Regions from separate parts of the Mus musculus genome. Here regions 2, 3, 4, 5, 6 and 7 are each linked to region 1. Evidence: chromatin contacts called from public Hi-C, HiCAR-type, HiChIP or PLAC-seq and promoter capture Hi-C data. All regions are on one chromosome and are shown on one strand. Each heading gives the region's core, a stretch centred on a gene start, on an enhancer-like site or on the middle of the called end of the contact. The rest is flanking DNA. Distances are from core to core; before and after follow the strand shown.

Region 1 (3,901 bases), core at 1,039-3,538:
TTCTTATGGTCTTAGGTAACCCCTGGAAAAGGGTCATCTGACCCCCAAGGGGTTGCAACCCATAAAACGAGACTACTGATTTAAATGATAAAATATAGAGCCATCAAGTGTTGGTTTTATCCCAAGTACATCCAAATACAACCGATGTTGTCATCTGGAACAGTGGAATCAGGACATTATGCATAGTAAACTTGGGAGTGGACTCCTAGCTCAACCACGAAGCACCAGGAGCCTCGACATCTAAGTTGGTAACATCCTCTGAGACACCATTTTTCTACTTGGAAACTGACAAGCCATGGCCCAGAGGAAATCTATCCTAACTGCTGGACAGACTTGCATGGAGAGCTGTTGAGGGTCTGAAGCTAATTACACATTTCTTTGTAGGTGCCTCGGAGATTAAATGGCACAAAACCACACTGTGCCCCTCATTTGTCATTTTAATGAGCGGGAGTCAAGACTAAATCATCCCCAACAACCCACAGCAGGCAGGTAAGAGCTGAGACAGAAGCAGATCTCCAGACTGCCCAGGGCGGTGCTCCTCTCAACCAGTTCACATGGCAATACAACAGAGCCAAACCTCTGATGTCCACTGGGAAGCGAGGTAATCACTCATTCAACACATGTATTCTGGCACCAGGCACCAGTCCCTCTAGGAAGGTCCCAGCAAGAAACAAAAGAAAAATCCTTGGCCTACTGACTTTACATTGTGGCTCACGGAGATGAGCAAAATACAGGGTTTACTGCAGTGGTAAGTATCACAGAGAAAGATGGAGACAGTGTTTCAGGATATGCGACTTTAGAGCTGGGTGCCATTTAAGGATCTGTAACAATACTGCATCCATTGTAGTTTTCCTAAGCATTTCCCAAACTAGGATTACTCTGTTACGGGAAAGGTCTGGCCTGGAAATTCAGTTTGATTGACTGCCTTAACCTCTGAACTGCCAGCCCTGAGCTGTCATATTGGTGATCTAAATTTCTTGTTCACAGACACCTGACCCCTAAGTCCACAAAGAGCCCAATGTTGTAAGGCCAGGCTAGGCTAAAAGCCAGAAGTTTCAAGGGCACTTGGATTGCTTCTGGAGTTCGAAGGTCTCCAAAAGCAAAGATTCAAGAACAGCATATGTGTCCGAGTTCTGCTGGGACAGAGCCCTAAGAAACGGCATACACATAATTTTCCATTTTCTGATCTGTCAATTCTAGTGACATTGCTATCATTCGTCTATATTTAACCAGCTTACTGGGCACTTTCTCTACCTTTTAGTGCCCCCCCCCACCCCCCATATTAAAAGAGCAAACCAGTTTGCCTGAAGGAAAGTTGCTAAAGAAAAGACAGGAGCCCATCTCACAAATTCTGATCCGATGCTATAAGCTTGGTCTCAACCTTTTCATTAACCTAGTAAACTGGGCTAAGGTTTGCGTCGCTTAAGTTTTACAGTGCCCTCTTGGTGGTTACAATCGCTGGGTCCTCGGTGGTAACTGTAGCCAAAGAACGACCCCGGGTCTTCTCAAATTCGCAACAGTTTTGCCTGTTTGTAACAAGGGAGTGGCAAAGTGACAGTTGGGCTTTGGGGGTGGGGGCTTCCCACCGACCTCTTACAGGGTTCTCCTTCTGCCTAAGCCGCGGGTGTTTGTTTTGGCTTCCCCGCGCAAAACCTGGCCGGCCCACTGTGCGGTGACTCGGAGGTAAAACTTCTGCGGGGCTCCGCGGGCCGGGCGGGGCCTGTCGGGGCGAAGGGGCGGCTCTTCCCGGAGCAGCCCCGCCCTGCTCGCGGGTGCGGGTCCAGGACGGCCTGTACACCGTGTTTGGGGCTTTTGCGGACCTCCAGGGACTCCGGGATCGGGGCGATCTCGGTGGAGAGGCCCATGGGCGCCCGAGGGGCGCGGCGGCAGAGCCACTGGAGCCGCAGGCGGCCAGGCCAGAGAGAGAGGGAGGGATGCGGAGGCGATGGGCGGCGGCGCCCGCTCACCTGATGTACGGGCTGGCCGCCGCCAGGATGTTCTTCTGCACCGGGATCTCCTCGCCGTCGAGGACCAGATGCGCGTCGCAGAAACGCGCCTCCTCCCGGAACGAGCTGAGCGCCCGCAGCAGGCGCGCGGCGTGCTGAGGGTCGGACACAGCGCTGCCCTCGGCCATCGCGCCTCCCGCTCCTCCGCCGCCACCTGCCCGACCCGCCCGCCCGAGTCCCGCGCACGTCCCCGCCGGCCACTCCTCGCGTCCGCTCGCCCGCCCGCCCGGACTGAGTGAAGCTCTGGAGTCAGAGCTGGAAGTTCAACAACGCGCCTGCGCCATCGGCAGCGCGTGCGGACGGCGCCTTTAAGGAGCTGTGCCGTTGCGTCATCTTTCCGCGACGCCCCCGCGCCCCGCCCTACCTCGCAGCAGCCAATCAGAAGGGCTGGGCTGCGAGCGCCGGGCGCGCCCACGGGCTGTGCTTGGTGCGGGCGGAAGGGTTTAGCGGTTCCGCGGTATCCAATTCCCAGTCTCGGCGAACCGAGTGCTCTCAGTGTGGAAGGGAGTGAGACGCAGAGTGAAGCCGAGGACTTATTATTCCTTTCGCGGGAGTTACGCCTCGCTACGTTCACGTCCATTAGTTCCGGGCAGAACGCGGAGTCCGCCAGAAGCCTTCGCTGAAGACGTCGCGAGTGAAGCGAGAGAAACAAGCAGTTTTGCAAGGCTGTGGCAAGGAAGGTGTTTTCCTCTTGCAATTGGGGACCGGGAGCAATGGAAGGGTTTTAAATACCGCGGTAGGGGTAAGGTGTTCCGAAGGTTTCTAAGATCGGGGTCTTTAAAGCAGATCGATGCCAAGATTAGATAGTGGGCTGGATAAAAGGACTCTGTGGTATATGCCCTCCCTTCCGCCCCCGCACAAGAGTACAATTGGGAAGGAGAGGGGGTCCAGTTAATTGCATGATTGCCATCCCTACCTTTTAGGAAAGATAAAGTCTGAAAGACTAGGGGGTATGAAGGCCAGATGTTCGGATGGTGGGGGCTAGACTTCCCACAGAGACAGATCAAGGCTGTGGTACTAAGCACCCCTGGGTGTGCTCACTCTGCAGGGCGAGCCTCGTCTGTGTCCCTGGAAGTTGCTGAAGGTGCTTGGGAGTGGAGGAAGTAGCTACCATTTTGTGCAAACATTAGGTGCTCGAGGCTACAGAGAATTAAGTCTTATGAGGACCAAGGATCAGAACATTGGGGCAGCATTCAAAGTAAGGCAGGATGTGGTTTTCAGTGCGTCAGCACAGCCTCCCGTAGTCCAAAGGCCCCAAGGAAAGTCTTGGTTTTCACCCTGGAAGCAGCAAGGCTTTGGCGTCACTGATAGGAATCAGAGTATAAACTATACTCAAGATAGGAGACTAGGGGAGTAAAGTCAAGGAAGTTACTAGTAGAAGATCGATACATTTCCAGTTTCCATTTCAAACACAGTATCTATACCTGCAGTGATAAAAGTATCTAGACTCTAAACCAGGAGGTGGTGACGCAAGCCTTTAATCCCAGCACCGGGGAGGCAGAGGCAGGCAGGTCTCTGTGAGTTCCTGGCCCACCGAGAGAGTTCCAGAACAGCCAGGGGCTACATAGAGAAACCCTGTCTTGAAAAACCAAAGAGACAACCCCCGCATCCAAAAAAAAAAAAAAAGTAAGCTGTGTCAAAACTAAGGTCTGGGAAAGCAGAGCTGAGTAGAGCTAACAAGGAACTGTGAGTTACTAATTAGTAAGGCCTGTAGTGGGCTGTGTTGTATACAGCCTCTGTATTTGTGCCTATTGAGAAAATATAATAATAAAATAATGCAGGCCTGTTTTCACATAGTGCTTCTGGGCTCAGTCAACACTCTTTTGTTTAAGTAGTTGATGTGTTTTGAACATTGCTCTGTAAGACGCTTTTTTTATCCATATGACTAGCTCGCT
Region 2 (3,901 bases), core at 590-3,089, 2.8 Mb before region 1:
GTGGAGCATGCCGGCTCACAGGGCAGTCAAGAGATGGCTAGGGCCAGCCCTGGCCATAGCTGGCCACAGATGTTCCAGAGAAGTGTCAGGTGCCAGCCTTACTATAACTGTCACTATGTAAGAATCAACACCTCCGTCTTCACTTCTCTCTAGGAGCCTCGTCCAGATGTTTGTCCAGGACCCCTTAGATAAAGCCCCCTCTGTGAAGGTCAGGTTGAAGACAGAGGCAGTAGTGGATATATAGCTGTCTTTTAAAAGGCAGGACCTACAAGCCGTGGGTGTTAGAGTCCAGAGCCAGGCCCACCTATGGGGGTATAATCACAAGTCACTCTCCACTTCCAGCCCAGATTCAAGACTCTGAGCCACTGACCCAGGTCCCCAGCCACCGCTCCCAAGTCAGGCACTGTAGCGCCACACCTGCTATTCCTCCTGGAGGTGAGGTGAGGACGGTGGCAGATAGAGGATGCCAAGTGATGCTGTACATCCCTCAGTTCCTTTGTGGCAAGCAGCGTGGTCCAGCCTTGTTCTGCAGGGCTGTCAGACTCCAGACCTGATGTGCGGAGTGTAAGATCATCTGGAGAAGGCAGGACTACCCTACTTCCTCAGGGCAAGGAGCCCAGGTCTAACAGTGGACATTTCCAGCCCCGCTCTTGGCTCCAGGAAAGCCAGGCATCCAGACAGCCTCTCACACGGGCTTAGTCACCGTAGCAACTCACCTTTCCCTGGAAAGAGGGCCAGTTCAAATTGCACTGCAGCAACAGGCATCTGGCACCAAGTCTATACCCCAAAGGAGCTGATCTTGGCTTTCCTCATCTGGGGCCAATACTCCTGACAGGAGGACTTAATTCAAGATGCCCACTTTAGGAAAAGACCCTGTCATGTGTTCCCTAAAACAGTCTCTAGAAGAGTTGCTATAATCCCGACAACTCAGGAAACTGAGACAGAAGGATTCCTATGGGCCAGAGTCCAGACTGTGCTACACCTGGACACGTCCCTGGGAAGCCTTGGAGGCAGTCGGAGGTGGCTTCCAGACCTGTCTCTGCTGTAGTCCAGCTCACTTTACCTCTCTGACCCTCCATATTTTATCTGAAATAGGGTTAGGAGACCCCCTCACCACAAGCCTGTTGCCAATGGAAAAGGGGTGTGGCTCTGTCATTTGGAACCAAAGGCACTTACCTGCCCCTGTGATCACCTGAACCTTACCCTCACAGAGTGAAAGACCCCTCTAACGCAACCAAGCCATCATCGAGCCAGTTATCGACGCCCACTGACAACACACTACCGCCCCAAATGGTGGCAAATTGCCTTGGGTGGGCAAAAGAGCGCGCCTCAGTGAAGCGCGAAGCAGCTTCGTGCAGCCAGGCTAGGGATCCCAGCTCCAACGGCTTCCTAACCGCGAGTCAGTCCCGGGCAAAAAGCTTCGTAGTTGAGCCTCAATTTCTTCATCTGAAAAGGATCTTGCAGGTAAGGGCTCTGCAGAACGGCGGCACACAGCCCTGAACAGCCCTGAAGCACCGCGTCTGCCTTAGTCAGGGCAAGAGAGTCGAAAAAGGACAGAAAGAGGAGACATTGCAGCCGAAGCAGTGAGGTGGCTAAGAGTTCGAGAACAGCGTAGGCTACGCGACAAGACCTGTTCTCCTACAGACAAAAGAACAGCGGGACCGAGTCCCTCTCACCTGTGCGGAACTCTGGCCTCAACCTGGGGAGCGCTGGGCAAGCAAGTTGCAGATCTGGAACCTTGCGGATGCTGGGCGCTCTGAGTGGGTCCAGGACTTGAGCGCGGCCCCTAGTAGCTTCTTAGAGCATCCTGAGCCACGCCCCCCAAGTCCACAGGCAGCGCTGATTGGGCTGCGAGGCGCCGGCCCCGCCTCCTGTTTTCGGGAGGGTGGAGGCACTGAGGACCACGATGCGCAAGGAGCGCGCGGCCCCTAGCCGTGACCATAAAAGTAGTTTTCATTGAGCTCTTTCTGCGTGCGGCAGGCTGGGCACCCCCAGACAGTCCGTGGCCTGTGGACCCCACCCGGTTCTACTACTCAAGTGAAGGACAGGACAAAAGACCACCGGGAAGCACGTGCTGAGCCGGGGTGTGCGCATTTATCCGCCACGACCTATTCCCAAACTAGGAGGATCTCGGGGGTTCCCAGCAATTTAGGGAGGAGGCTATGTCCCACTTCTGTGGAGAGATTATCCCGCCTCCTCAAGAACCCCAGGGTGAGGTTCCAGTAAGCTTAGTACCACGTGCCCCAGGGCATTTGGCGTCTACCTGGAGCAAATAACCCGAGGTTAGAATCCGGGAAATTACTTTAGGTAAAGGTTGACACCCAAACCCTTAAGGGCAAGTGAGGGAATGAGCGGGAAGAGCTAAGAGATCCCCCAGAACACTCTCAGTCACTTAAAGTGGGACTGGAGAAGACCACCCATCCAAAGAGGCACCTCCCACTAACACCTCCACAAATACTACCAGGAGCAGGTACAGCCGAGCCCGCTGGGGTTCCTCGTGACATGTTGGGGAACCTGGATTACAACCAGAGATCTTTACCCAAGTCCTTGACGCAGCACTGCGCAGATAAAGATTCAGATATGTTAATATTTTTCATTTTAAATCCCGTCCTTAATGCTCAGTTTTGGAAGCATCCATCATCAAGCGACCTGCACTCACTTGCTACACCCTAAGCTGTCTTCCAAGTACCAGAGGAGTCAGTGCTGATTAACAGGGCTGATTAGCAGCCCTGGGGGTGACCCAGGACAAGGCCAGTGAGGGTGGGCCCTGTGCTCCATGTGCCATTCTCTGGTGCTGACGATCTGGCCTGACCACCCTCAGACGCCAGCATCCCTATTCTCCTCAGTGAAGGGACTGACCAACACAGAGATTCCTGCACGCATCTCTGAGTCACAGGTCTCCAAAGTGCACGTGCCCACTCTGTTGCCAGTGTCCGTGACCATTAAGCCTTGAATGCAAAACAGGATAAACTGGGTCCTGTTACCCACCCAGGAACGGGAAGTGATGAGGAACAGGGCTTTTCTGGGACCCAGCATTTGGGCAGGAGTGGCTTGTCAGTAATAGAAGTCCCAGGCTCTGAGTGGCCCCACCACACCGCCCTGCTGACGCTTTTCATGACAACCTTGCAAAGCTCCTTGATGGCTCCGTGGGACTCTTAGACACCCCTCCCCACCGAAGCATTCTACATGCCTATCATCATCAGGTCAAACCAACATGCCAAGTCTCCCTCAGTCTGGCCATCCCAGAACCTCCAGCTCTTCTTCCTACTCTTCCTCAGTTTCCCCTTTCCCTCCCCTGTGTGGCCTTCTCGTCTAACCTACCCCATTTCTCCTTCACCAGAAGAGTATCAGGAGCTATGCGGGGGAACTTCAAGGGCATCTTCTGGTCAGCCTCTCACGGCCCAATGGAAAGGGGCCTCTGGTTACAGATGGGGACATTGGGTACAAGCAGGTGAAGGCACTTGTCCAGGATCTCCTGGTTGTCCATTGGTGAGACTGGGATCCCAACCCAGGCAGCCTGTGCCGGAGCCCCTACTATATTTTAATGTATCTTGCCAAGATTGCTACATTGAGATCTAATTACCTAGGGAAGATACGGTGGGGGTGGGGAGAGCAAGTTGGGATGTTGTGAGATCCCCATCTGTGAGCTGAGACACTACCTTTGACAGTCTCACTGCCCAAGCTCCCCTGTGTATATCCTGTCACCCAGTGCCGTCTTGACCCATCAGCCCAAATGGACCAGGACAGCCTATCAGCTTGGCCTCTAAGTCATGTGGTAAGCTGATTAGAGAGTTTGTATTTATACAAGATGAACACATTGGATACTTCAGAGCTATTTCATTTCTTGTTGATATATCGGGGAGGCTAAACAAATTTCTAAAGTAGAATGTCATGGCTAGTA
Region 3 (3,901 bases), core at 853-3,352, 2.8 Mb before region 1:
AAAACAAGGTAGTCAACTAGAGGTTTTTGGTGTTTTTCGAGACAGGGTTTCTCTGTGTAGCCCTGGCTGTTCTAGAACTCACTCTGTAGACCAGGCTGGCCTCAAATTCAGAGATCTGCTTGCCTCTGCCTCCCTAGTGCTGGGACTACAGGTGTTTTTGAATTGAGCAAGGCTATGAAGGGCTGATGGCTCCAAGGTTTAAGATAGTTGCTCTTGCAGAAAACTGGGGTTCCATTTCTACCAGGACTCAGAGGCTAAGAACCATTCTAATTCCAGTTCCAGGAGATCCAACACCCTCTTCTCGCTTCAATGGGCACCAGGAACATACATATATGCAAGCAAAGCATTCATTCACATAAAATAAAATAAAATAAAAATGCCTAAATAGAACCAGATGTGGTGGTGGTGAATATTCCGAATCGCCAGGGCCTCTGGTGACAGAGGTAGGCAGTTGCCTTAATCGCAAGCCAACCACAGCTGCATAATGAAGACCTGTCTAAAACTTAAAAAAAAAAAAAAACCACTTGTCAAAATATTATTCAACAAATACGAATCGTCTGCCTATTGAAAAAAAAAAAAGCACACCAAATACAAAAGCATTTACAGATGAGGGGAAAGGTCAAACAGGCAAAGTTCAGATTTGATCTATGAAACACCACATACTTAAGAGAACGGAAGTTTCTCCTAGGATCTAACCTTTTATTAAAAACAGTTTCGAGGTTTAAATCCCATATTGCAACAGTTACTAAAACCTTTCAAAAGCACATGGTGGCTCTTGCCTGCAACGCACCAGGCTGAGATAGGGAAAAAAAAAAACTTAAGTTAGAGGCGATCGTGGACCAAGAGAAAGATCAAATAAAAAGACGATCGTTCTTCAAAGGTGGCCTCACCAGACCGACCTCACCTGCCTTGTACATACATCCACCTACCATCCTCAAAAAGGCAATTTTACTTCTTAGTTTCCCGAGAGTCGCAGCCCGGAGAAGCGGCACCACGTGCTGACTTCTCACTCGTCCTAAGTGCATCTTAGGAGAGGGGCTGCAGGAGCAGCTCCGGGCACAGAAAACACAGCAGGCAATCCGGCCTGCCGGGCCCCGACCCAGCCCGGGCTCGGACACCGTGCAAAAGGTGTCAGTCTCGGGCAAACCGGAGTATGCCGCCCCGGCGCTTCCCGGTTTTCTTTGCAATAGAATTCCCGAGGCCAGGGGCCAGGTCCCCGGCGGCGCTGGGCCAGAGCGTCGCCCGGGACTCGGCGGCTGCGGGCCGGGCACGCGGAGGCCTTCCCTGCGGCCTCGGGCGTTCTCGGGGCGGCTCGGACACTCTCGGGGCGGCTCGGGCGCTCTCGGGGAGATTCGGGCGGCCTCCGAAGCCGGGGAAGCGCGGCACTGAGGGGCGCGGCGCGGGCCTAGGCCGGCAGCGTGCCGGCGCCTCCCCCACCGCTCGCCCGCCGCGCACCTCGCGATCGTCGCCCCGAGGCCGTCCCGTGGCCCAGACCTCCCAGCCCAGACACGGCCCGCGCTACCTGTGGGTTGTGGAGGGCCATGGCGGCCCGTCTCAATGAGGTTCGGTGCTGCTCCGGCTTCTCACGCCGCGTCTCCCGTCGCCGCCATCTTCTCGCCGCACAGACACACTCGCAGCGGCCGCCGCGCCTGCGCACTGACTGCGCCGCGGGAGAGCCAGGCGGCGTTCTGCGCCTGCGCGCGACAGGTGGGCGTGCGCCCCGGGCCGGCGACCCTTCTGTCCCCAGCGCGCCGAGGGCGGCTGCTCCAGGCGAGGGCGTGAGGATGGAGCTGGCCAGGCACCCTGGGGCTGCAAGGTGGAGTTCCGGAGTGGTTACTGCGCTGGGTCCGCCTGAGCTCCGCCCTGGGATCTCCGCTGGAGATCTCCAAGGATCCCTTACCCTATGGAGCGCGCTCTTCTGACCGTTCGTTCATTCATTCATTCCTTCACTCTTCATTCTCTTCACTAGCTTGTTTTACCTGGCATTGGGGAAAAAAAGATTTTTTTTTTCTTTGTAAAACATAAAAGTAAACGTTGAAGGAGCTAGTGAGATGACTCAGCGGGTAACGGAGCCCTGCCTCCTGTACCCTTGAGGACCAAATGAGTTCCATTCTCTGGATCCACATGACGCCAGGGGAAAACCAACTACAGACTGTCTTCTGACATACAAAGGGGCACACGCAAAATAAACAATTTTAGAAAGAACTCGTTAATCCAGGAATTGTACTCCTGTGAGCTCAGTATATAGACTGCAGAGGTAGGACGATCATCTATGAATTGCAGACCAGTCTACATAGCAAGTTCCAGGTCACACACAGCTACGTAAGGTAGCTCTGTCTCGGGGTGGGGGGTGGATAGTCATGTTGATGACTTAGCACATTCTGCAAAGGGTAGAGACTCAGTAGGTGTTAGTTATTGCACACACGCAAGTGTATACACACGGGAAAGTTCTTGACTCAGCCATATAGGCAATAATAATAATAAAAACAAACAAAAAACCTTACTAAACCTCCTACTCCCAGCTGTAGACCAGGCCGGCCTTGAGTTCTGAGATCTGCCTATCTCTGCTTCCAGCGTGCAGGGATTAGGGATTAAAGGTGTACACCACTGCCGGGCCAGGAAAGAATTTTATGACAAGCCCCTGTGGGGCAAAGTTGGCAAGTTTATTAAGTAGAGGTGAGAGAGGGTACACGGGTAGGACTGAGTTTAGGATCTAGAGACAAGAAGGAAAAGGATAATGTTCAAGTGTGGGCACAGCTGCTCCAGAGAGTTGCCCTCAGGTGTCTTGGTTTTGTTTTTCTTTGCTGTGCTACACATGTAGCAAAAATTGGCTTCAAACTTTCTTTTCTTTTTTTTTTTTTTTTTTTTTTGGTTTTTCAAGACAGGGTTTCTCTGTGTAGCCCTGGCTGTCCTGGAACTCACTTTGTAGACCAGGCTGGCCTAAAACTAAGAAATGCACCTGCCTCTGCCTCCCAAATGCTGGGATTAAAGGTGGGCACCACCATGCGCACTGGCTTCAAACTTACTTTCTCTCTTTCTCTTCCTTCCTTCCTTCCTTCCTTCCTTCCTTCCTTCCTTCCTTCCTTCCTTCCTTTCTTTCTTTCTTTCTTTCTTTCTTTCTTTCTTTCTTTCTTTCTTTCTTTCTTTCTTTCGTTTTTCAAGACAGGGTTTCCCTGTAAAGCCCCAGCTGTCCTGAAACTCACTTGGCAGACTAGGCTGGTCTCGAACTCAGAAATCTGCCTGCCTCTGCCTCCCAAGGGCTGGGATTAAAGGCGTGCGCCCCATGCACATTGGCTTCAAACTTTCTAGCAGCCAAGGATGAACTGAAACTCCTGTATCTCCCGCCCCTACTTCCCTAGTACAGGGCTACGCTTCATACTCCGAACTCTGGCTCCACAAAGCAAACAAAGCAAAGCAAAGCAAAACTCTACGAGTTGGTTCAATGGTTTCTTTCTCCTGAGAATTTTCTTTTGGCCCTCTTGATTGCACACACCTTTAATCTCAGATGGCTGAAACAGAGGCAGGCAGGTCTCTGATAAAATCCAGACCAGAGACAGGCGTGGTTATGCACGCCTTTAATCCCAGCACTCGGGAGGCAGAGGCAGGCAGATTTCTGAGTTCGAGGCCAGCCTGGTCTACAAAGTGAGGTCCAGGACAGCCAGGGCTACACAGAGAAACCCTGTCTCAAGAAAAAAAAAATCCAGACCAGAATGGCTCAGATATCAAGACTCAAGACTTTTTGTTTCAGAAAATGATAATTTCCTTTGGTAAATAAAACCAAGTCAGGTGGTTTTATCAAGTTGGTTGTTCAGGTCAGGATATTGGGCCAGGTGCGGTGGCACACACCTTTAATTTTAGCACTCCATCGATAGAGGCAGGTGGATATCTTTGAGGCCAGCCT
Region 4 (3,901 bases), core at 530-3,029, 2.7 Mb before region 1:
TTTTCATGGGGTTTTGTTTTTGTTTGTTTTTTTTTTTTTTTTCATTTTGAGGAAAGTAGTATTTTTTTCTTGGCAGCTTTGCCCCAATTGTGTGTGTGTGTGTGTGTGTAGTTTGTATTGAGATAATTTCATGTAGCACAGGCTGGCTTCAGTTATCTATGCATCTCAGGATGACCCTGAATTTCTTGATTCTCTTGCAGACAGCTCCCAAGTACTAGGATAATGGGTGTCTATCACTATGCTTCTTATTTATTCGAATATATGTATGTGGGGTGTGTGTGTATGCATGTGTATGTGTACACATGTGTGTGTATGTGTGCATGTATAAAAGAGTGTGGTTATATGTGTGTATTAAAGATTGTAGTGTGTGTGTATGCATGTGTGTGTGTGTGTGTGTGTGTGTGTGTGTGTGCGTGTGCAGATGCCTACAGAGGTTAGAGGAGGACATCAGATTCCCCTGGAGCTGTAATTACAGACATGGGTACTGAGAAAGAATCTAAAGTCCTCTAGCAGAGGATAAACCATCTCTCCTAATCTGAGACAGGGTCTTATTTTGTAGCCCAGGCAGGCCTGGAAACCAGTATGCAGCCCAGCCTGGTTGTCAATGTATAACCCTTCTTTTTTAACCTCTTGAGTTCTGAGCTGCCTGGTGAGGTACTGTGTCAAGACTTTTTCTTTTTTTTTTTTAAGGTGAGGTACTGAGAGAGAGAACCTGGGACCTCACAGATGCTGGCTCTTTGGGCCACACCTTCAGGCCTAAGGGTTTTCCTATCCCTTATACATGTTCCAGATCTTTTCAGTTTCTGTCTATGATCCGTTTTAGTCAATAGCAAACCAACAGTGACCTCTTTTGATGCCCGCCCTGGTTTCTGTACATCATTTCAGTTAAGGCTGAAGGCACCTGCTGAGGCTCCCTGAGGCTCGTCTTACCACGGGGAGAGAGCAGTCCTCTTGATAAGGTTTCAGAGCTTGCCCTATGGCTCGGGGCTGAGAATTACAAGCAGTTCTAGAGCTGGGCCTCCAGGGCCAGCCTTTCACCTGCCGGTAGGACAGATGGTAGAGGAGTAGTGAATGAATGACCCAGTAAGGGGGTTAAGGATGCCGCCCCATCCCGCCCCAGCACCCCACGTGACTGCAGATAGCCAGGCTACAAAGTCAACAGTGATTCTCTTTCCAAATGAAATGCTTCCTTCTTTCCACTTCTTCCCTTTCCAAATCCAAAGAGCAAACAAACACTGGGTTAGGGGCGCCAGCCTTGGCCAGCCTGGCTCATCTGAGTGCTGACTTAAGTTATTCTTCTGAAGGAGGGGGAGGGGTGGAGAGCTCTGCAGCCCAGCTCACTGGTAGAGGGAACGAGGGAGGAAGAGAGAATAAGAAGATTCGAGGGAAGATGCAGAGGAGAAGGAGGAAGGAGGCCTTAGGGAGGAGGGAAAAGGGGCTTGGGGTGGGATAAATAGGAGAGATGAGAAGGCGAACAAGGTAGAGGCTGAAAGAAGAGGAGAACAACGGCGTAAGGGAAGGAGAGGAATGGAGGGAAGGAGAGAGGGAAGGAGGAAGGAGAGCGAGATCGGAGAACACAGAAGGTGGTGGAAGAAGCGAGGGGCTGGGGCCCACGGAGTGGGGAGGGAAGAAGGCGGAGGAAGGGAAGACGAGGAGGAAGGGCCCCCCTCCAGCCCTCCGCGGAGTTGCGCAATCCGCACAGACTGGGATTGGCCGCCGGATGTGCGAGACGCCCCGCCCCCGCCTCGCCTGACCAATGGGAGCGAAGGGGCGTGGCTTTCACGGGAGTGGAGTCCCCGCGCGCGCTCTGGCTCTGCAGTAACCGCGGGCCTCTCTCCGAGGACCTTAGCTTGCTGTTGCGAGCGGCCACCTCCCCTGCCCACTCTCGGAGCCCGCTCGACTCTCGTAGCGGATCAGGGACGCGTTCACTGGTTCCGGCAGTGTCCTCGCGGCGGCCATGGCCACGAAGATCGACAAGGAGGCGTGTCGCGCGGCGTACAACTTAGTGCGGGACGACGGCTCGGCGGTCATCTGGTGAGCAACGCCGCGGGGCCGGGGAAGCCAGTAGTGACCTGCTTCGTGCCGCTCGCCGCCGCCGCTCACCTATGTTTCTTTTCTTCCTCCAACCCAAAGGGTGACTTTCAGATACGACGGCGCCACCATTGTCCCCGGCGATCAGGGAGCAGATTACCAGCACTTCATCCAGCAGTGCACAGGTAGGGCGACCCTCATGAGACCTTTTGAAAGAGGGTGGGCACCCTGGGCAGCGAGCTGCTGGGCGTCCAAGCAGCAGCAGATCTGGGCTGGGGCTTTGTTTGTTTGTTTGTTTTGGTTTTGTCTTTGTGTTTTTGGAGATAGGGGCTCACTATATATCCAGGGTGACCTCCAACTGGCCATCCTCTTGCCCCAAGCGTCTAGTACTGGTAGGGTGGGTGTGCACAGCCATGCAAAGCTCTGATCTGAGCTTTCCAAAGTCCCGAGTGTATCCCTCCCCCACCCTGCCCCCAACCCCTGTGGACATCACCATCAAGTGACCCGAGGAGATTCCTCCCCCGGTAGTGTCAGTCGGCTTCTTCCGCTCCCGCACCCTGTGGTCCACTGGGTTTCCAGGTCAGAAGGGGCAGTTCAAACTCCACCCTCTCTGATTGGTCAGTGAACAATAAACGCCGAAGCCCCTGGGGGCTGCAAGCTAAAGGCAGAACCCAGGGCCCCACCCTCCTTTCTCCCTTCCATCTTTGTCCCTATCTGCTTCTGTACAAGCCTTTAATTTGAAGAGTACAGAAACACGCACCAAGAATGTGTATCCGATGTTGCTATACCAGGCCTGGATAAAGAGAAGCTGACTTGCGAGGTCCCAGCGGCCAGTTTCCTTTGGAGCGAATGGCCACTGGCTGGGGTGGGGCATGGAGAGCTGAGATTGCTCCATGGTTTGGTGTGGAGGAATCAAGCAGATGTGTGACCTTACTAAAAGCATCCCAGGGAACCCTAAGGTTTGTGTGTGTTAAGCTTCCCTGGGACATGTGGACCATGAAAGAACACAGGGCCTGAATGGCCACAGCTCCCGTAGAACAGCTCAACACCATTGGTAAAGAGATCTCTAAAGGAGCTGGTGTGCAGAGCAGCTCAGCATATTCTGGAAACAGAGGCAGGGGGATGGAGAATTGGAGGCCAGCCTAGGCTGGGCATCCCCCGTGCCTTCCGGAAAAAGAGCCTTTAAAGAGATTGGAAGTAAGAGACCCCGGGGCCTAGTGTCTCCTTAGCTTTGGAACCTAATGTCAAACAAAAGCAGGCCACCTAGGAGCTAGGGTGTGGACTCCTGGGAATGGCTGTGGGTTAGAATCCCTCTTGGGCTGCTTTCCAGCTGAGTGGGGTGGGGCCAGGTCCCTGGGGGTAGGGGTGGGGGTCACAGTTCCTCACCTGATCTCTTGTAGTGCTGCTGTGAGATTGACTGATCCCAAGTGTGTGTAAGTGTTCAGGACAGTGCTGGTCAGTCATTGGTGACAAGCAGACCAAAAAAAAATTTAAAAGCCAGGGTCATGTGACTTAACTGCTTTCTTTCTTCTTTTTTTTTTCTTTCCTCTTTTCTTTCTTCTCCCCCCCCCCTCCGCCCCCAATACTGGGTACGGAACACAGAGCATTGAATAGGCTGGCCACATGCTCTACCACTGAGGTACATCTCAGCCTTCTTAAAAAGAAAGCCATTTTAATTTGAGACAAGTTCACACTCCTTGAACCTGCGATCTTCCTGCTTCTGCTTCCTGTTTTCTTTAATTGCTTTCTGGCCTCAAACTTGGCTGTGTAGCTAAGCCTGGCCGGAAACTCCCCGATCCTCCTGCCTCTGCCTCCAAAATGCTAGGATCATAGGCTTGCATCACCTTGCCCGGTGGCATAACTTTCTTAA
Region 5 (3,901 bases), core at 386-2,885, 2.4 Mb before region 1:
AATTGCTATACAGGGTGATGGGGAGATGGATGGCTTAGTCACTAACAGTGCTTGTTACTCTCCCAGAAAACAGAGAATTTAGTTCTCAGCACCTACAAGGCAGCTCACAAGTGCCTGTAATGCCACTGCCAGTCGATCTGATGCCCTATTCTGGCCTCCTTGGGCACCCACACACGTCAGAAACCAGACCCTCAGAAAACAGCAAGATAAGTAGAGTTGTACTTAAATCTAATTCTAGTTTAGATGTTTCTGTTAAAATCTGCTCAACAGAACAGAAGTTCATCAAGCCCCCCCCCTCTCTCTTTCTAAAAAGATTTATTTTATTTATATGAGTACATTGTATCTGTCTTCAGACCCACCAGAAGAGGCCATGGATCCTATTATAGTTGTGAACCACCACGTGGTTGCAGGGAATTGAACTCAGGACGTTTGGAAGAGCAGTCAGTGTTCTTAACCGCTGAGCCAACTTTCCAGCCCGCAAGCCCATTTCTCTTACCAGGGACAGCAGAAGGGCAGCTCTGGGACAGGGCAAGAGCTCTGTCTCTCCCCACTTTGGTTCAGAGATAACTGTGATGCAGTTTGCTGTGTAAATCTCCCCCCTACCCCTTTTGCCAGGTGTGAGCACCTACAGTTCCCACTCCTGTAAACGTGTTTAATTGCTCAAAGTGTAACTTAGGGGCGGCAACATAAAAACAACTCACTGATAAAAGCACACACAAGAACAGGGTGTGATCAGTTTGATCGCTCAAACCTGTGTAAAAGAAGCAAGCTTTGTTCTGGGCTGGTCTCTCCTTGGATGTTAGAACCCTGTGCACACTATTAAATATGAAAGACATTTTCCAGGGCCTGGAGAGATGGCTCAGCGGGTAAGAGTACTGACTGCTCTACAGAAGGTTCCGAGAGTTCAAGTCCCAGCAATCACATGGTTGATCTTAACCTCTGCATGTATGTACTTCTGAGATTCAAACTCAGGTCTGGAGGATTGTGTTGCAAGCACTTTTACCCTGCAAGGCGCCTCTAGAAGCCTTAGATAAATGTAACGTCAAGAGCTGATGAACTCTCTGTACTTGTGGTTTGTTGAATGACGCTGAACACTGTTTGGGAACTGTGTCTTACACTCATTGCAAACAATTCCCAGCCACAGGAAGGTATCTAATAAATTATCATGGAATAAATAATGGGTCTTCTATATGTACTGGATTGATCATATCAATAAAGGTGCTGTTCTTGTAGCTGTATGGATGGGTATGTGTGAGGGGTGCTGGTTGTCCCCAGCTGAGTGAAATGGGCATGTGTGAGGGACACGAGCCCTCGCCCCTTTGGCTTCCCAGCGCTAAGGCACCTTCTTTACGGATCCCTGGCCCCGCGTCGCCGTGATCGCCTGCCGACTCCTCCAGACTGGGCTCCGCCACGCTGTCCACCGGCGGCTCAGAGACTTCGGGGTGCATGCTCACTCCTGGCCCGACCACTCAGCCCTAATACTCTACGGTCCGCGTCGTTGGCTGTCCAACGCTTTCCCGGTCGCCGCGGCAACCAGTGCGCACGCGCAGTCAGTTACGCCGCCGAGGGCGGGCCTAGCCGAGGGGGGGCCACGGGGGAAACTGCACCCGGGCGCGTGCGCGGATCACGTGGGTAGCGGACCTGCGGTGGTGTCCCGGGGCGGCGGCCGCGCGGGCAGCGGGCGGGACGGGCTTCGGAGACCGCGCCTCTCGCTGCAGGTATTGCGCCCGCGCCCCTCACGCCCCTCGCGCCCCGCTTCCGTCCCTGGCCACGCCCCCTGGACCCCGACCCTCGGGAACGCCCTCCCCCCCGCCGCGCCCCGTAGCGGGGAACTCTGGTTCCGCGCTCTAGGCAGCCGCTCAGCTCCCTGAGCAGGTGTCCCGGGCCTGGTCCTCGGCAGGAGGCTCGCACAGGCGACACGCCCCGGGACGGCCCTTTTGTCGGTGTCTCTTTATCCTCCTTTATTCCTGGTCGCTAGGTCTAAGTAGGTTCTAAGTCTCAGGACTGATGCAGAATGGCCGCGCTGCTGAAGAAAGCGCGCAGCTTCTGCAGAGCCCGGTGGGTTTTGCAGAGTCGCTGGGCCGTGCCCGGCGCCACTGGGGAGGGATGGGACACTAGCAGGGAGTCCCTGTTCTGCTACCAGGACTCAGCCGCACCCCTGGGCGGTGACCGCAGCGGGTTCGGGTTCCCACGGGGAGTCTCAACGACCACCTGCCAGGGCTCTGGGCCGAGCCTTCGCTGAGATCCTGGGATGTCGTTGCGTCCGTTTCCTTCCTCTTGTGTAGTACACCCGGGTGCGATTGAGGAAGGGGATAAAGTGAAGCCGCGGGGACAGCGCTCTTAGCTTCTTCATAAACTCGGGTCAGTACGAATAGGGGTCGCTAGCATCGAACCCTGAGCGATGATCCTGCCTAGTGGCTCCGGTTTATTGAGGGGTGGCGGGAAGGCACTGTTGCAAATGCTTTTTATGCGTCACCTCATCGAATTCTCGTTGTAGGGGAGAAGCGTTAGCCGCTTTTTACAGGTGGTGGTGTTGTAACTTCATTCCCAAGGGTGGGATGGCTTTTTCAGAGTGACCCTAGTCATTGCTAAAATATTACAGACGCGCCATGTCCAACGTTACTTTATCAGTGGAGGGTGTGTGTGTGTGTTGGGGCGGGGGGAGTGTTGTTTATTTATGTGTGGGTGTGGAGGCTACGGGTCAGTGTCTGTCACTTGCAACCTTATTTTTCGAGAAAACGTCTCTCACAGAACTCAAGAGTTTTCTTTATGTTTGACTGACTGACTGGCCCCCAGGGTCCTCTCGTCTGCTCCTTTCTTCCCAATACTGAAATTACAAATTGGTTCTGCTTACATACCCACTCTTAGATACTGCTGGGGACCTCAGCTCAGGTCCTTAAGCTTGCACAGCAAAAACAATCTGCTGAGCCATCTAACCAGTCCCCAGTGCATATTTTTTTAATTGAGGCAAAATTCATGTAACGAGATCCATCATTTTAGCCATTTTGAAATGTACAATTCAGAACTTTGTAGTTAGGTAGGTTTCACCGCCCTATTTCCAGATAATTTCCACAACCACAAAAAGGGATTCCACCTCATGGGCTGCAGTTTGGGCTCATCTTGCCCCTTGTGTTTTCTGTGTCTCTGGATTTCCTTATTGCAAACACGCTTTATACATGTGACCGTATGCTGAATGGTCTTTTGTGTCCCCCAACCTCATGTTTTCATGTCATAGTGTGCGCTCATGCCCCATTCCTTTTCAGAGCTCAGTATTCCACAGTGTCGTGCACGGGCCACGTTTTGTTCATTGCTGGACGGACGTTTGGGCAGTTTTCATCTTTCGGCTAGTGTGAGTTAGGCTGATAGGAGCCCACTTTGTAAAATTTTAATGCAAGCAAAAACTGTCACTTATTTTGGATGAGAGCCTAGGAGTGGCCTGCACTTGCCTTAATTCCCTGTGCCTAGGTGGAGACCTGGGGCTCAGGGGTATTGGCTCTTGGGTCAGAGTCCTGGGTTCCGGTTCCTATGTTGCTGTTCTTTTTTCTCCATCTCATTGTCGATTCAATCGGTGATTAAAATAGATGGAGGAGGGTAAGGAACCCCTGGAATGTCAGGGTTTGCAAGGGCAAGGCTTGCCAGAGTGCTGATACAAAGTTCTTTTCCCTTCAAGAAGGAAACTTGAGCTCTGGCACAAACAGTATCTAATGGGATTTACTAAGGCAATATTGTATTTACTGAGGCCATAGATATTGTATACACAGCATTTTGGCTCGTGTTGCCATTGCAGAAGAGAAATGAAAGCCAGTCTCCAGCATTACAAAATCCAGGTCTACAGACTTCCATCAGGAGAACTTCTAGAAGATACTGTGAGGAGGTTCCCTGCCGGGGTTTGCAGTATGAA
Region 6 (3,901 bases), core at 654-3,153, 2.4 Mb before region 1:
TGCCTCCTATGTGCTTTGAGTTTTGATGTGTTTGTGGACAGTGACAGCAAGCCTCCCTCTGGCAGCCCCGTGGTCACATGGTTACTACAGAGTTATCCCTTGATGTCTGAGGGGAGCAGTTCTGGGAGCCCCATGATCAACAAAATCTACAGATGCTTAAGTCCCCTGGATCAAACGAAATAGCATTTGTATGTGACTGCACGGGTCCTCTGTACACTGAGGTCCTCCCTATATAACACACATCGCTACAGAACCACGGTGATAAAATTCCTAAGTTTGGTTGTTTGAAGTGGGAGATTTACAACGGAAAGTAATTGCTCTAGTTATTCTGAGACAGCCCCTAGGCAGCTGTTAGCCAGGGTCAGCATGTGCGCTTGGCAGAATATTGCTCTTCCTGATACGAGAACCTGGACTTAATGAGGACCGGGATTCAATGGTGTTGTGACCCAGTACCCGCTTTGAACTTTCTAACAGAGGCATGGTCTTTGATACGGGAGTGTTCCTAATGGCCGGGGGTGTCTCCATTTGTCCTGTCCCTAATCAGTGGTGATCTTAACAGAAACCCAGAAAACCAAAACTTTAATTACATTTGTGGTAAAGCCATCTCTTTCCTACAGTCTGGTTAGTCCACTACTCAGCTCTGAGCACTCCTTTAGCTAAAGTCTACTGTATGCAGGCTTAATGGGTCCTTTATGACATCAACTTATTGCTCCCAGCTTCTCCTGAGCCAGCAAGGGTCTTCTAATTACTGGGCTTCAGGCATCTGAAGGACAGAAGACCTTGGGGAGAGTGTGGCGAATCAGCAGGGAGACATCAGGCCAAGAGCAAGATTCAAGTCTCAGGGCAGAGAGTGGGCAGGCAATGGGGTTGCCACAGCGAGTTTCCGGAATGATGGGTTATCCATAGGATTCTGGAACCTGGGAATAAATGCGGTCTATCCTTTTCAATGTGTGGGGCTACTGTCTCAGAACCGCCCTTTTAAAATCTCGTTTGTATGTCTGTGTAGGATTATGTATAGGCGTGCAGGTGCCCTCAGAGGCCAAAAACCTGATCCCTCCGAAGCTGAAGTTACAGTGAGCAGGTTCTGGGATGGAAACTTGGCTCCTATACAAGAGTACTGTCCCCTCTTACATGCACTCTTCTGACTGAACACCTGAGGGAAAACACAAGAGTGCTGCACAAGGTCCCCTCCATACCCTGACCTAAATCCTGGGTCCGGATCCCCTTTTCTTGAGTTTGCTCGGCTGGAGGTCCCAATGCAAAACCCAGTTTCCATACCAGGTTTGGCAGCCAAGGTGAGCTTATGAGCCTAGGACTCAGGGTTTGTCTCCTCCATCCTGTTTGCTTCAGTCACAGTCCCCGAGCACACTTAGGTTGTGCCAGGGCCAAGAGTGATCGATCCAGCTCAGTACTAAGGCTGAGAATGGGCCCGTTCTACAGGTGGCTAAATTGCTCAAGTGCGTTTTACCAGACGAAATTCACCTTGATCCTGTTTGTTCCAAATGGTAAATAGTTGGTGTTACAAACGTCCTGTTTCTCAAGATGCTGATGCACCCTCCTGGCAGCAGTAATAAACTGGGGCCATGGGAGTAGTTCAGGAGAACACATAGATTGGATAGGCGCCGTCCCACTTCAGCCGCGCAAAGGTGCTCGCACCCTTCCTGAGTTTCCAGGCCAGGAAACCTGGAGAAACCTAAACCACCAGGGTTCCCTATATATACCCAGAGAGGGCGATTTGGCCTCGCCCTCGGCTCCGCCCCTTCCCGACCCCTCCCCCAAGACCGCAAATGTCGCGAGAGCTCCGCACAGCCTCTCGCCTCGGTGCCGGGCCGTCAGGAGCGCGCACGCAGGTCGCGGGCGCGCAGAGCACGCCGGGCCGTCGTAACCCCCCCACGCCCCAGCGGCGTGGTCTCGCGAGACTTGCGAGTAAACATCCCCCGAATGGAGACCCGAGGCGTGTTCGCGGCGGAGCCGCCGTTCTCCCGGGTCCGCCGACCCCGAGCCTGAGGCGGACGCAGGTACGTTTGCCGGCGGCGGCCGAGAGCCGGACGCGCCCTAGGCTCAGCCGTCCGCTGCCCGCGCGGGGGCCGCCGGCTACCGCAGCTGCTTCCCCAGAAATTGGCCCGGAGCGGCGGCGGCGGCTGCGGCGGCCTGGCCTGCGCCTGCGCGCCGCGGTGCGCAAGCGCCGTTCGCCTCCGCAGGGCCCTGCGGTCGCGAGCCCCGGGGAACCGAGCTGCAGCTCAGTGCACATCGCGGCTCGGACTCGCATTTGCTGTAGGTGTTTTTGAGTGGCGCTTTGAAGGGACGGGAGGAGCACTTGAAGATTTCATTCTGGGATCAGCCTCGCTAGCAACCCCTAGGTTTGGAGGCGAATGAAAAAGCCGGACAGAGAAAAGCATAAAAATCTGCAAAACTAGTCGGGGGGGGAAAAAGTTAATATTTAAGACAAGGTCTGAGTAGCTCAAGCTGGCTTTGAACTCCTGATCCTCACGTCTCTGCCTGGCGCTGGGATTAAAGACGTACAGCGCCACACCACTTACCGTTATTTTTTAAACGCAAGACCGTGATTTCTATAAAGTGTCCTATGTATCACAGGGTCACTTGTATTAAGTGGTCCCGCCCTGTGACTTTGTGTCATCTTGCGGAGCAGTTCAGTCGGCACCACAGCCCGCTTTGAGAACCACTCCCCAGACTCCCGGTACCCTGCTGTGGTTAGAACCGATTTTTAGTCTGCTATTTTAGTCACCGATGGACCTGTCTCCTTAGGTTTGCTTTTTGGGAATAGTGGGTCAAGAGTCGCATGTGGCCTTTGGTGTCTTGTTTCCAGAATTCATCTATGTTGTTGCATAAACCAGTACCTTTTTTTATGGTTGTAGCGTAAGTCAGTATTTCATCTTTTACGGCTGAATGATAGTCCGTTGTTTAATAGCCCACAGTTACCCCTATTCATGTGGAATACCTTTTGCCAAGGTCTTATCTTGCAGTATGTGACACATTTGGCCACAGAGCTAATTTTTTGTGGACTTTTTGGTTTTTGTTTTTGTTTTGAGTGTAAGGGTGAAGTGGCTACTGGAACCTGCACTTTTGCTCATTAGGACTCTCCTGCAGTCTCTAAACACCCCTTATAACCAACAATTTGCTGTTACTATCTAAAAAGTGATGCGGTGTTGGCAGGCCTCCCCCTCGCCCCTCGGGAATGAAGGAGCATGTTTTCTGGTCAGATCTTGTTCATTCTTGGTGCTGTCATATGCTTTATTCTCTGACTCAGTTCTCTCTCCGATGGTCGGCAATCTTTGGACTAGGAGGACCAAAAGGGAAGTCTGTGTGTGTGTGTGTGTGTGTGTGTGTGTGTGTGTGCGCGCGCTTCCTTGATCACACTCCACCTGATTTTTTTTTTTTTTTTTTTTGAGACAGGGACTCAGTGATTCTGGAGCCTCTGATTGAGTGAGACTAAGGGGCCACTGTGTCCCAGGGGCAGTCTACCTCAGCTTTCTGTGTGAGTTTTGGGGACTTAATTCAAGTCCTCGTGCTCCATGGATCATCTTCCCAGCTCCTCTAAGGAATCTCTTCAGTGATTTCTTTTGAGGAGAAAGTTGTATATGATTAGCAATTTCTTTTTTTCCCTAAAGTGAGTTATGTTCATTTCAATGTTCATTGGTGCTTTGCCTGCCTGTATATGTATGTGAGGGTGTTGGGTCCCCTGGAACTGCAGTTACAGACAGTTCTAAGCTGCCACATGGGTGCAAGGGATCAAACCTGGGTCTTCTGGAAGAGCAGCCAGTGTTCTTAACTACTGAGCCATGTCTCCAGCCTCTTATTAACAACTCTTGATTGCTTTGGGGGTGGTATAGATGGGATCAGAACCCATCCATTGATCTGAAATGCTCAGGAATCTAGACTT
Region 7 (3,901 bases), core at 611-3,110, 2.3 Mb before region 1:
CAAGGGAAGCCAAGTGGGGAATAGGGTTTCCAGTCCCCTGACACTTGTAGGGGTATGTGGCACCCACTGGCATGCGTGGGCGCGCGCGTGCGTGTGCACACACACACACACACACACACACACACATGAACTCATGAACACACTCAAAAATACCCCGATTCTCTCAGAACCCCATAACATGTACAGGCACCCCCCCCAGGACCAGTCCCATCCCCCAGAAGCCCCTCCACGGACCACCAACTCTTTCCTGCCTATATGCCACCCCACTCTGCAGGGCTGGGGTGGGGAGAGCGGTGTGGTGCATGAGGCACGAGGTGGGATGAGGAGTGAGTCTGGGGTCCAAGAGTGAGGACAGGAAGACAGTGAAGGAGGACAGTTGCTCAGGGTGGAGCTGGGGGGGGGGGTGAGGACGCCTAGGTCCAGGCAATGATTCTGATTCTATGGAAAGAGAGGAGCTGGGGAAGGGGCTTCACTCGCAAAGCGGCACAGCACGGGGGCTCATCTACATCCGCAGAGAAGAGAACAGTGGTGGTTCCGGGCTGTGTGTGGGGAAGTGCAGGGAAGAATCCAGGATAGAGAGGAGGGGGCTAGCAGTGCCCAGTTCTTGTCCCTATCGTAGGGACTCAAGTGATGGTTTGGTTAGGACCTGAAGAGGGGAATAGCGGCCAGACTTACAGCAGTTCTCGGGGACTGGGCTATCGGATGCGGGGATGCGGGAATGTGAAGGAGGAGATGTAGAGGGTCGTGCGGTTCCAGTGGGGACCGGTGCCCCAGCCACGATGGAAGGGGAGTAGCGTGGGTCCGTGCTATGTAATTAGTGGAAGCGGGAACGTGGAGGGGGGCGACTGAGGAGAGGGTCCTCGGTGGGTGCGGACCCAAGCCTCAGCCGCGATGGGGTGGTGGGAGGGCTCGCTCTGGAGATCCCCACGCGGAGGAGGGTCCCAGGCTATGAGATATGGGGATGCAAGGAAGCGGAAGAAGAGGATGGAAGTGAGGGTAATACGGTCCGGGTGGAGTTGGGGTCTTGGACGGGGGTGTCCCTGCGGGAAGAAGAGGTCCCAGCTATGGGATGTGGAGATGAGATAAAGTGGAGGGAGGAATGGAGAGGATCTTGAGGTCTGGGTTGGGGGACAGGCGTCTCAGCGGCAGTGAGAGTTGGGGCTTGCGCTCGGGGTCCCCGCGCCAAGGAGGGTCTCAGCAATAGGATGCGGGGATGCGGGAACAGGCAGGGAGCGAATGGTGGAGAGGGTCCTTAGGTCCCGGGTGTGGACTGGCACCCAGCCGCGCTGGGCGGAGGGTCCCGCGCGTACTCACGTCCAGGATGACGGCTGTGCCCCCTCGCGATGCGGCGGGCCCGGGGCCGGGGTCCGCGGAGGGGATGTCGGGGACGAGCGGTGCACGGGGTTCCCCCATCCTGGCGCCCACCCAGCGCAGCAGCCCGCCCAGCGCGCGGCCCTGCGGCGGCGGCTCCCGGAGCAGCCTGTGCGCGCCGGCCCTGCACAGGCGCGCCGCCCGCTCGCACATCTCGCCCGCCGACCCCCGCCCGGCCGCGCCCCCGCGCGCCCCCTGCCCGCGCCCGCCCGCCCGCGCACGCCGCTCCCGCCGCCGGCCCCGCGGCCCGGACACCGCGGGGACCGCCAGTGCCGGGGGTGGGGGGGCTACCCGGACCCCGAGCCACGTGCTCCGCGCCCGCCACCCCCACCCCGCCGGCCAAGAGCGGAGGCAGGGGACTGCCCGCGGGGACGCGGGGCCCAGCGACCGGACCCTGGCACGGCCCCCGAGGGGGATGGCTTCGTTCACGCAGAACTTAGGGCGGGTGTGGAGGAGGGTGGGGGCCCCGGGATTGTGCCCCCGTCCCCGCCAGGGTCTCGCTGACCCCCGGTCCCCTCCCCCCTTGGTACTGGTGTCCGGTGAGCCCCGAGCGCCCTCTGCCGGATGATTCTCCCCGAGTCCCTTCCTCCCCTCCTCCACCCGCGGGCGCTAGTTGCCCAGAAGGTAGAGCAAGACGCAGACTTGTGCAAGTGACTCAGACTCAAGACACCTGAATAGGGGTCCCGGGACTGGACACCAGCCTGCTCAAAGGCCCTGAGGCGGGAGGTGAGACTCAAATGGGCAGACCAGGGGACAGAGTGGACAGGGCTGCATCAGGCTTCTGGAAGCCTCATTCCTGACCCAGACTCCATAGAGTCTAGCCCTGTGCCTATGGATGCTCCACTCTGGGGCCCTATCGCTTGTTCTCCTGGAGCTGCGGGCTTTACCCAGGGGCCCAGTGCGCGGTCTATTTGCCTAGCCACTTCCCAAGCACAGACTCCTCAGGCACAGTGGAGGCACAGCTGGTTTTATTACAGATCTGATGGTGAAAAGTTGGGCCTGGGGCCCTCCAAGTTGGACACTCAGCTGGCCCTGTGACTCCAGCACACACTGACAGTTTCAAGGGGGCCCCCTGGTCTATGGCTACTGCTCCCACCTGGGGCCTCATCTCGCCTGAGGGTAGGGCAGCCTGTGTTCCCCATGCCTCTGGGGCAGATAGTCCATCCACATGGCTCAAGTCTTCCCCTTCTGCTGGGGAGACTGGTTCCCAAATGGGAAATCTTTAGATGGGCTCACGTCCCGCTGGGCTGTGATAAGCCCTCTTCCTCTTCAGGGCCTGGGTGTCAGGGTGCCAGGCTAATGTTAAGGTGGCTTCCTGGTCTCCTTCTTCAGCAGGGAGCTGGCAGCAGCCAGGGCCCCGCCCTGGACAAATCTCACAAAGTTGTCCCCAGCCAACGGCCCCAGGGCATACAGGCCCTCCTGGTGAGTGCTCTCATGGGTGAAGGGGTCCACGTCAATGGGGTTCCTCTTGGGACTCAGTGGCTGATCTGGGTCTATGACCAAGTCAGCACCTGCCCTGGGGAGGTAGGAGAGGTCGGGGTGGGAGCCAATGAGGACCAGCACCATGGAGACCCCAAAGAGCTGCTGGCCCCCCTGTGGGTCCTGGAACACTGCTTGGTGGTCCTCTTTGAAGAGCAGTGGCTGGTGCTCAGGGAGGCTGCGGTAGCCCTCATAGGGGCTAGGAGACAAGATGGACTGATCGCGCATCATCTGCTGCACTTTGTGGTACTCAGGGTATAGCATCTTGGGCAGCTGGTTGAATACCAGGCCGGGGTCATGCACGGACCGGCGGAAAGCATGGATCACCTGGATGTTGTAGTGACGGGCAAAGAGGACAGCATCGGCTGCAGATAGCCCTGCTCCCACAATCAGCACCGGGTCTGAGGTTGGGTTCACAGTGCCTGCCCGAAGGGCTGCCTCCAGGGCTGACAGGTCGTGGTGGACAAAGGGCAGGGTCTCTCCTGGGATGCCTAGCATGGCTGGGCTGTCAAAGGTGCCTGTGGCCAGGACCACATTACGGGCCCGCAGTGAGAAGGGCTGGTGGCCGTGGTCCTTGGTAGTCAAGTAGCCATTCACTTGGAAGAGGGGACTGGATGCCTGGACCTCGGGACTGCCATGCTCGGACTTAGCCCACTCCACGGCAGTGACCACGGCACCAGACACAAAGTTGTGACTTAGGCCTTTCTTGATCACGTAGTCCCGGTAGTAGTGGGCGATGTCACCGGCTGTGGCTCTGCTGTTGCGGAGACCTCTAAAGAGGAAGCAGACGTGGAGGGGCTGGGTATCAGAGACAGGCATGGTAGTAGGCACTGGCCAGTGTGACGGCATGCCCTGCTGAGGGGAGGCTTGGGTGTCTCCCATGTAAAGCAGAACTAACAAGGGTACCATCCAAAGCCTGAAACCCCCTGTGCCTCAGTTTCCCTATGTGTGAGTGTATTGGCAACATCCCATGAGGGTCTTGGGAGATCGTACAGTGTTGGGTACAAGCCAAGCACCTAGACTGGAACTTGACCATGGGGTGACATGTCTG

What was found. Promoter capture Hi-C pulls out the DNA fragments that hold promoters and counts their contacts. Hi-C and Micro-C count contacts between places; a contact is called where the count stands out from the background. HiCAR-type assays count read pairs that join an accessible place to other places. HiChIP or PLAC-seq counts read pairs in DNA pulled down with a chosen protein or histone mark.
Region 2: a contact with region 1 is called in a promoter capture Hi-C map of stem cell-derived epiblast-like cells, with 3 times the contacts expected there. The contact joins the promoter of Crispld2 here to the promoter of Gan in region 1. A contact is called at or near these places in 1 of 39 promoter capture datasets (stem cell-derived epiblast-like cells) and 1 of 115 datasets of contacts at active chromatin or transcription factors (embryonic forebrain).
Region 3: a contact with region 1 is called in a promoter capture Hi-C map of pre-B cells, with 2.1 times the contacts expected there. The contact joins the promoter of Usp10 here to the promoter of Gan in region 1. A contact is called at or near these places in 2 of 39 promoter capture datasets (pre-B cells and stem cell-derived epiblast-like cells).
Region 4: a Hi-C map of B cells shows a contact between it and region 1, with 5 read pairs. The contact joins the promoter of Cotl1 here to the promoter of Gan in region 1. A contact is called at or near these places in 3 of 39 promoter capture datasets (liver, pre-B cells and stem cell-derived epiblast-like cells) and 1 of 484 Hi-C or Micro-C datasets (B cells).
Region 5: a promoter capture Hi-C map of embryonic stem cells shows a contact between it and region 1, with 5 times the contacts expected there. The contact joins the promoter of Hsdl1 here to the promoter of Gan in region 1. A contact is called at or near these places in 3 of 39 promoter capture datasets (cranial neural crest, embryonic stem cells and maxillary cranial neural crest).
Region 6: a HiCAR-type map of astrocytes shows a contact between it and region 1, with 5 times the contacts expected there. The contact joins the promoter of Mbtps1 here to the promoter of Gan in region 1. A contact is called at or near these places in 1 of 39 promoter capture datasets (embryonic stem cells), 1 of 484 Hi-C or Micro-C datasets (B cells), 2 of 115 datasets of contacts at active chromatin or transcription factors (astrocytes and embryonic forebrain) and 2 of 9 other capture datasets (adipose tissue and liver).
Region 7: a contact with region 1 is called in an H3K4me3 HiChIP or PLAC-seq map of embryonic limb bud, with 8 times the contacts expected there. The contact joins the promoter of Necab2 here to the promoter of Gan in region 1. A contact is called at or near these places in 1 of 39 promoter capture datasets (hippocampal neurons) and 1 of 115 datasets of contacts at active chromatin or transcription factors (embryonic limb bud).

Annotation. Positions count from the first base shown.
Region 1 is chr8:117,156,368-117,160,268 of GRCm38.p6, reverse strand. It overlaps Gan (giant axonal neuropathy), which reads right to left and starts at 2,288. Exons shown (of 11, transcript NM_001081151.2): 1 at 1,968-2,288. The coding sequence starts at 2,134.
Region 2 is chr8:119,990,376-119,994,276 of GRCm38.p6, reverse strand. Crispld2 (cysteine-rich secretory protein LCCL domain containing 2) reads right to left here and starts at 1,839. Exons shown (of 15, transcript NM_001310635.1): 1 at 1,677-1,839.
Region 3 is chr8:119,908,561-119,912,461 of GRCm38.p6, reverse strand. It overlaps Usp10 (ubiquitin specific peptidase 10), which reads right to left and starts at 2,102. Exons shown (of 14, transcript NM_009462.2): 1 at 1,523-2,102. The coding sequence starts at 1,543.
Region 4 is chr8:119,838,457-119,842,357 of GRCm38.p6, reverse strand. It overlaps Cotl1 (coactosin-like 1 (Dictyostelium)), which reads left to right and starts at 1,779. Exons shown (of 4, transcript NM_028071.3): 1 at 1,779-2,034; 2 at 2,134-2,216. The coding sequence starts at 1,958.
Region 5 is chr8:119,572,909-119,576,809 of GRCm38.p6, reverse strand. It overlaps Hsdl1 (hydroxysteroid dehydrogenase like 1), which reads left to right and starts at 1,635. Exons shown (of 5, transcript NM_175185.5): 1 at 1,635-1,718. Dnaaf1 (dynein, axonemal assembly factor 1) reads right to left here and starts at 1,575. Exons shown (of 12, transcript NM_026648.4): 1 at 1,343-1,575. The coding sequence starts at 1,448.
Region 6 is chr8:119,556,763-119,560,663 of GRCm38.p6, reverse strand. It overlaps Mbtps1 (membrane-bound transcription factor peptidase, site 1), which reads left to right and starts at 1,903. Exons shown (of 23, transcript NM_001167910.1): 1 at 1,903-2,018.
Region 7 is chr8:119,444,678-119,448,578 of GRCm38.p6, reverse strand. It overlaps Necab2 (N-terminal EF-hand calcium binding protein 2), which reads right to left and starts at 1,860. Exons shown (of 13, transcript NM_054095.2): 1 at 1,315-1,860. The coding sequence starts at 1,524. Osgin1 (oxidative stress induced growth inhibitor 1) reads right to left here. Exons shown (of 6, transcript NM_027950.2): 6 at 2,323-3,622. The coding sequence ends at 2,674.